Linked DNA regions of Xenopus tropicalis: region 1 is linked to region 2. Evidence: chromatin contacts called from public Hi-C data. All regions are on one chromosome and are shown on one strand. The core of a region is the stretch at or near the end of the contact, and the rest is flanking DNA. Distances in the headings are between cores, read along the strand shown. Region 1 holds the start of LOC100497652 (probable peptidyl-tRNA hydrolase 2). Region 2 overlaps setd5 (histone-lysine N-methyltransferase SETD5).

Region 1 (4,167 bases), core at 280-2,779, 95 kb before region 2:
CTGTACATGTACTGTTTCAAAAATAAATCAGAAGCCATGATTCCACACAGTCAGACTGGATTTCCCAGTGCTTTTTGATTAGACCAGTCTTCCATTTCTGAACCAGCTGTTCCTGTACTACATGAGAATATAAATTTTGGGGTTTTTTTTTTTGGAAATATCTGACCTTTCCTTTCCATTATATGCCTTGTTGGAAAGCAGGTAGAACCAGGGGCAGTAGATGTTTTTGGTTGGTGTGGCCAGGAGGGGGTGGATTTACGGCGCATGTAGCACGCCTCCGAAACTGTTGGACATGCCCACTTTTTGTGGCCAAAGAGAGCCCCCCTAAAGTCCACCCGCACCCGAGCTGCCTAACATACAGGCCCGGATTTGTGGAAAGGCCACAAAGGCCCGGGCCTAGGGCGGCATGCCGCCCCGCCGCAACAGAATTTTTAAATTTGGCTCCCATACGGAGCAGTCGGGACTTCTCCCCACTGCTCCGTATGCGCACTTAGGGGGAGAGGGCGCCGCGCGATTGCGTATGCGCACTCATGGGGGGGGGGCGGGGGCGGCCTCGGGGCGCCGCGAACTTAAATCCGGCCCTGCTAACATTAGGTCTATTGCTACACATCTGACCAATTTCAGTCACCGCAACTGGTGTGTTTTTCACACAGCAACTTACCACCCATCTGTCTTCGTCCTTAGCACCTACACAGGTTGTGTGTCAAACAAAATATAAAAAAATGTAATACAAATCTATGGTGAAAAAACCATTAGCGGGACCCCATGAGCAAAAGGTACAACATTCACTAAAGCAGACTTGTTTTAGGAAACATTATTAACTTTCTGTTGGGAAAATGATATTACTACGTGTATACTTGCATAGGAAAGTGTAATCAGATGGTCAAAATATCCATTCTCTATCACTACATTTATTACAATGATACAGCCCTCAGCTCTATATGAGTAGCCCCTGGGCACCAAGAGAGGGAGACAGGCCTGGTAGGAACCAATGACTGACCCCCACCCCACATTTTCATTAAGCCCTGGTATGGGGTACTGCAGGGCCAGCACTACAGGCATGGGTTACCCAGTGGCACTGTCTCCTAACACAATGTCTGTAAACCTTTTCATCAGGGAACCCAAAGTAATTAGCAGAATTTTCAACCAAAAGTTGATTTAAAACAGAAAGGCTGGCATCTTTTTCCCAGAAAAGGTGGCAACCCTAACGGTAGGATAAAATCTCTCATTATTATAAGGGACCACGGATGCTTCAAAGTACAGGCAGAGTTTGTGCTTTTATTTTTTGTAATTCTTTGATTATGGCTTTTAAATGTATTGACAATTCCATTAGGAGGAACGATTTGCAGAGAAAAATAAAATAATAAGACCAGGAACCGCCCATGAAAGAGAAGTACACACGCGTAGGGATATATTTATACCCATCATGCCCCGCGTTATAAATCCAATTCAACCTTCCACCACAGAAGCACAGTTTCCTCAGCGAATATCAATCCGCCGCCAGCCACAAGATGGCGCTCTCAGACTTTACAGATGCTGAATACTTCCGCCGCCTGTATGTAGTTCCGGACACGTGGTTCTAATTCTATCAGCGCATTACAGAGAAGGAGCGATCCGGCTTTACTGGGAATAAAGGAAAAAAAAAGAAAATACAAAACAAAGGGTACGCGCGTAGCCTACTAAGCAGCCCCCTCCTGTTGTTCAAGTCCAGCAGTGGGTTGTAGTTCAGCTGTTGCATTACATTTTCACATAGTGACTGGGGTAGGGGGGGAGCAGCGGGCCCTGCTCATACAGCTTACAGGCATGGTTCATGTATGTTTGTTCACAAACCCACTGCTCTCATTTACAGTGTGATGGAGACCTGTGAGCAAGAAAGCGCTGATGAAGCCCAGGGAGCTGTGGAGGTGAATATGGATTATTTGCTGCAGCTGAAGGAGCTCGATATCCCGGAGGAAGAAGCAAAAAAGGTGATTATGAGCCCCCTGCACCTCTGACTGTTTATTTGGTATAAAGGGAAAGGGGAGGAAGTGTCCTGTTGCACAGCTTCCTTATGTTTCATAAAGGAAGTCTTTGTTCCTTGTCCCCTCCCACATCTCCCATGTCCCCTCCCACATCTCCCATGCCCCTCCCACATCTCCCATAACTCCTCCCACATCTCCCTTAACTCCTCCCACATCTCCCTTAACTCCTCTCACATCTCCCATGCCCCTCCCACATCTCCCTTAACCCCTCCCACATCTCCCATGTACCCTCCCACATCTCCCTTAACTCCTCCCACATCTCCCTTAACTCCTCCCACATCTCCCATGTCCCCTCCCACATCTCCCATGCCCCCTCCCACATCTCCCTTAACTCCTCCCACATCTCCCATGTCCCCTCCCACATCTCCCTTAACTCCTCCCACATCTCCCATGTCCCCTCCCACATCTCCCTTAACTCCTCCCACATCTCCCTTAACTCCTCTCACATCTCCCATGTCCCCTCCCACATCTCCCATGTCCCCTCCCACATCTTCCATGTCCCCTCCCACATCTTCCATGTCCCCTCCCACATCTCCCATGCCCCCTCCCACATCTCCCTTAACTCCTCCCACAAACAACAATGTCTGTGCTTAGGTGCAACTGTGTAAAACCCCTGTGGCAAAAGAATAAGCAAGTGTTAAAGGAACAGTAACACCAAAAAATGAAAGAGCTTTAAAGTAATAAAAATATAATGCACTGTTGCCCTGCATTGGTAAAACTGGTGTGTTTGCTACAGTAACACTACTATAATTTATATAATAAGCTGCTGTGTAGCCATGGGGGCAGCCATTCAAGCTGGAAAAAAGGAGAAAAGGCACAGGTTACATAGCAGATAACAGATAAGTTCTGTAGAATACAATAGTGTTTTATCTGTTATCTGCTATGTGCCTGTGCCTTTTCTCCTTTTAATGGCTGCCCCCATGGCTACATAGCAGCTTATTTATATAAATTATAGTAGCCTTTCTGAAGTAAACACACAACTTTTACCAGTGCAGGGCAGCAGCACATTATATTTTAGTTACTTTTATACACTTTCACTTTTTGGTGTTACTGTTCCTTAAAGGTTGCCAAACGAGCGGATCTTCTCCCGATATCCCCACCTACAGGTGGGTGATATCGGGGAAAATGTATATAATTATATTGGCGGCAATGGGGCAGTCGGTTCGGGGACCACATCAAGGAGCCGATGCGGTCCCCAATCCGACTAAATCTTTTAACCTACCCGATCGATATCTGCCCAATTTCAGGCCAGGGCATGCCCCTCGTTCCTGCCCCTACACAGCCCGATAAGCTGCCGAATTGGTCCAAGGGACAGCTATCGGCAGCTACAATCGGCCTGTGTATGGATAAGATGAAGAGCATTGGTAGAAAAGATGGAGCCAGTAAGGGAGAAGACACACAGAGCTACTAGTTGCAGCTACTTGTTGTGGCTACTAAAATAGACAATGCTGATCGTTTACTGATTGTCTCTATGTGTGTTTTAGCAGAGGCAATTCTTAGTATTGTCTATGGCGAGAATTTTCTGGCGTCTAGTAGCCGTGAAAAAGTAGCTGCTACTAGTAGCTCAATGTGTCTTCACCCTAAGGGAAGAAAGGAAGAGTGACATAGAAAGAACGTTAGATTAGCGTAACATCACTTAGACAAAATGGTGGTTTCCTGATAGGAGTGTCTTTTATCAATCTACTATCAATCTAGCAATGGCAGTGTCCAGTACAGGTATGGAATCTATTGTCCATAGTCTATTCCATTGGGAATTGTGATTTTCTGGATAATTGGTATTTCTGTAACTTGGCTCACCAGCTACTGTAACATTTACTTTATTTAACTAGCCCAATAGGATTGTTTTGGCACCAATACAGATTAATGCAGCTTAGTTACCATTAAGTAACTGTTTTATTACATTAGTTGCTTAAAAAATGGGCTGTAGGGGAGATTAACTTAATGTCATTGCTTTCTGGATACCGGGTTTCCTGATAAGGGGTCTCATACCTGTAATAACAAACATTTTTGAGGTTCTAGTGCCTCTAGCTTATCTTTTGCATTACCGTGCCAGGCAACATGTACTGGATTTAAAGTAGAAGATGTTACTGTTTTTCCCCCTCTGATTTCAGGCCCTTATTGTGACTGGAAATGTCTCGGCAGAAGA
Region 2 (3,700 bases), core at 1,096-3,595:
GCATTCACTAAGTACATATGTTTTGTTGGGGTGGTGAACAGAAATAGCTTGAAACTGAGCTCACTGCATGTTACGCGTGGGATTCTTAAGAGTGTAAGTGATTTGCTCTGTCTTTTATGGCCTTCCCCTACATCTGGATGGTGTTATGTTTGGGGAAGTTGAGGTTAAACCCACAACACACGCTACTGCCTGCTCCCTGCAGTAAAACATGGTGCTAGATGAGCTGTAAAGTTGGCAGCCTTCTTGTGGAAGTCTTTGCTAAATACTGAGTAGAATTATGTCAATGGACGTAGATTTCCTCTTCCTTTAAAGAACCAGCCACGCTGCCTACTTAGCAGATTTCTGTATTGCTAAAAAGTGGTGCCCTGGGTCCATAACTGTTATTGCTTCTCTGTTACTACTGCTGTTTCTGATTCCTCTTGTTTATTGCTGGGTTTCCCTAGGTGTCCCTGCTGGAATATCGCAAGCGAAAACAGGAGGCAAAAGAGGTGATTTCATCCCCTGTGGGAGACATATTTCGCTGTGTGGGGACCCCAACTCGCCAGAGCAGCAATGGGTCCTTATCTGACACAGACTTGTCAAGTTCCTTGCACCTTCAAGCCCAGTCTTCTCCACATAGCGGCTTTTCTTCTCCTGCCCATCCCTCAATGCCTCAGATAGAGGATGTTAGCCCTCCAGACACAAAGACTTCAGGCCCTTCTGTATCTCACAGCAAGCATTCTGAGAACATCAGCAGCAGGTGGTAGGTGTCTCTTCCATGGTTTTTATAGCTCTGCTTGTGCATTGCTCAGCGTGCAGGTTTACATTAATTTCTCCCTTCCAGGATGGTCCCAACTTCAGTGGAACGGCTGCGCGAGGGGCAGGGCATTCTGGAACGGGTTCTGCGCAGTGGGGTGAAGGTGTCGCACATTGGAGAACCTTCCCCTTCTAGAGACATCAGTGCAGATAGAGACCCTGGTAAGTGCCACTGTCTAGAGCAAACATTCAGTGCCACTATTATCTTGTAGTAAAGATAACCATAGCCAGTACTATGTTTAAAAAGATCATGTTTCCCTTTAAGGATAAAATTAGCGTTCCCAGGGGTAAGCTGATCTTAATATAATTTTATTATAATTGCTTTAGCCTTTGAGCAGCACTTGTATAAAGGGATGCTGTATTTATTGTTGCATGAATGGAAAAAATGTCAGGGCCACAGGCTTTAATGATCTCGCTTTGTGTCTCTTTTCTTACTGTTAGCATTGTTAGTATGTTAAATACAACAATGAATTTCTGCTTCTTTACACAGAGGAGGGAGACCCAGAGATGCCTAGCATGGCTGTCACCAAAGGACCAAGCGTTTATAGCCCTTCCAGATACAGTTACCAGGTAATGTCAACACATTAGACATGTATTCAACAAAACCGAAACAGACTGACAATGCAAAATGTGTAGAAAGCAGCGGCAAGCTTGAAAAGTCAGAAAATAAAACATAGGTGGCAAGCATGGAAAGGCAGGATGGGGCTCAGTAGAAGGCAAGGAGGTGGGTTGGCAGTGAGGCCATAATAAAGTGGACAAAAAGAGAAATTTTAATAAGGGGATATTCCGGTTTGGGAATTGTACTTTGTAGATCATAATAGCAGTTATAGGGATAATTTTCTCATGCCCAGTATCATCTGCCAGAGCTTCCTTCCTTATCTCTGTTTATATGTATGTTTTACAGCAAGTCCTCCAGTGTGACAGTCCTCAACCAGAGTCCCTCAACCTCCTTTCTCAGAGTTCATCCCCTTTCCGAGGACCCGCAGCACAGTCCCACGGCTACAGCTATCGGACACCTCAAAGAGCAGGACATCCGCTGCCCGATTCCTCTGTCATTTCCGGCTCATATTCAAGTCCTGCTCACACTGCTTCCATGGACTCCCCAACCACCCAGTGTTCAGGTGGTCCTGGCTTTTATAATAGCCAGCAGCTTTACGGGAGCAACGCCGGCACAGGCCAGCCAAGGAAGAGCTTCCATCACAGAGGCCCCAGCTGTGAGGCAAGTCCAGCTCAGTTGCTCAGGACAGACTCTCTACCCACAGACTCTCAGCCCAGCACTGGGGCATCTAGCAACTCCAGCACCACGCAAGGATCAAGATCGGACTCACGAACTATTACGCTGCCCAGCCCTGGACACCAAAGTTCCAGGATATCTGCAATGTCCAGTCCCCAGCATTGCCCTCAACGTGTGGCTGGGGTGCAACAGTACCGGCTGCAGCAGGTTCAAGGATCAGGAGTGAAGTCTCAGACTGGCTTTTCCTAGAACTGACACTTAATGGAGAAGCAGGACAGCACTAGCCCATCAGCCATTCCGATTCCCTCCACAAGATGGGGTGGTTTTATTAATGGCTCTGGCCAGCACCTAAGGAGCTGCGTTGTATGAGTCTTAGACTTGAAGCAGGCGGAAAGTAGCCTTGCGAGTAGCGAACACCCCTACTTTCCACACACAAACATTGCAGAGACTTCACATACCATGATCACAGGAACGATGCGAATATTATGCATCATGCAATTATTTTTTGTTTTCCTTTTGTGTCACCAGAAATCTCCTCTAGTCTCTTGTGCAGTAAAGGACAAATTTTTTTACATGATTAAAAAAAAAAAAAAAAAAAAAATCTTCAAATTAAAAGTGAATTAAAAAGGGGGAGTAGAAGAAGTTTAAAGAAGCACCTATATTTGTAGCATCGGGTTATAACATTTTGGAGATTGGGTGGGGGGAAAAAAATGATGGGAGGATCTTTTATGGCCATTCATTCCAGGCACACATGTTTGTTAGCCGTTCGCTCTGTTCTGGGTGTCACCACTTCTGATTGGCTATAGCGCTCTTGCAGAGGATCGCGGAAGTGAAGCTATGGTTTTGCTTTTTGTTGCTTTTTTTTTTTTAGATTTTAATTTTTATTATGATATATACAGAACAGATAGTGCTGTAAATCTGTACGGGCTTGTAAGTTTCTGCGTTTAGCCATTTTTACTGAAATGTTATAATTCCCAGCGATTAACTGCACGGAACACGTTTTCCACCAAATCCAGATTGCTTAAATGGCCACTATACTCTATTGTTTTCTAAATAGGGGACAAACATGTGCTTGGCATAGTTTCATGTATCTTTCTGTACAGGGTAAGAGAATCCTAGCATGGCTGTCCCTGCCCTGGGGAGGGCTATTTGTGGCTCTGTTCCATAGGCCACAACCCCATAAAACAGTCAGGGGATTAAAAGGAGGTTTATCCAAGTCACCAAGGAAGATCATGGCTACTGAAGCTAGTGCTTCCCAAACTGTGGGGCTGCCTGTCCCTCCTGGGATATGTCCGTAAGGGTGAAATTTGTGCAGAATGCCTGTTTGCTCTCCTGGATACACCTGAAAGCCCAATTTAAAGGTCAGGTTGAGATTGGGGTAAGTGCTTATTTCCATTTACCCTCAATCTGTAGCCTCATAATGAGCTAAGGAGGACTAAATGTTGGAACTCAAAGATGGGCTTTGACTGAAAAAAGGCACAGGCTTCGGCAAGCTAAAAGTAACAGCTTAATAGGAACTGATGGGGGTGCAAAATCATATTAAATATGCATCCATCTCTTAATATTTCCATTTGGCTATTCAGTGGAGTTGAAAGTGAAGCTATAGTGGCCCTTTAAGATAAAAGGATGTTGTCTGTTCGCTAAAATGCCTATGAGATATGTGTACAGAAC

The links. A called contact is a pair of places that touch in the nucleus more often than the background predicts.
Region 1: a contact with region 2 is called in a Hi-C map of neurula embryo, with 2.4 times the contacts expected there. The contact joins the promoter of LOC100497652 here to the enhancer-like site in region 2. A contact is called at or near these places in 4 of 5 Hi-C or Micro-C datasets (gastrula embryo, liver, neurula embryo and 1 more).

The regions. Positions count from the first base shown.
Region 1 is chr4:139,153,714-139,157,880 of UCB_Xtro_10.0, reverse strand. It overlaps LOC100497652 (probable peptidyl-tRNA hydrolase 2), which reads left to right and starts at 1,529. Exons shown (of 7, transcript XM_002938388.5): 1 at 1,529-1,663; 2 at 1,850-1,967; 3 at 4,133-4,167. The coding sequence starts at 1,854.
Region 2 is chr4:139,060,121-139,063,820 of UCB_Xtro_10.0, reverse strand. It overlaps setd5 (histone-lysine N-methyltransferase SETD5), which reads left to right. Exons shown (of 24, transcript XM_004914108.4): 21 at 444-742; 22 at 824-957; 23 at 1,286-1,365; 24 at 1,700-3,268. The coding sequence ends at 2,278. Among named protein-coding and RNA genes, the nearest start is that of setd5, 56 kb to the left of the region's middle. Within about 2 kb of position 2,345, at least 1 of the 11 cell types and tissues checked has an H3K27ac peak or open chromatin away from gene starts, as enhancers often do. A contact at or near this core is called in neurula embryo, where this site is marked.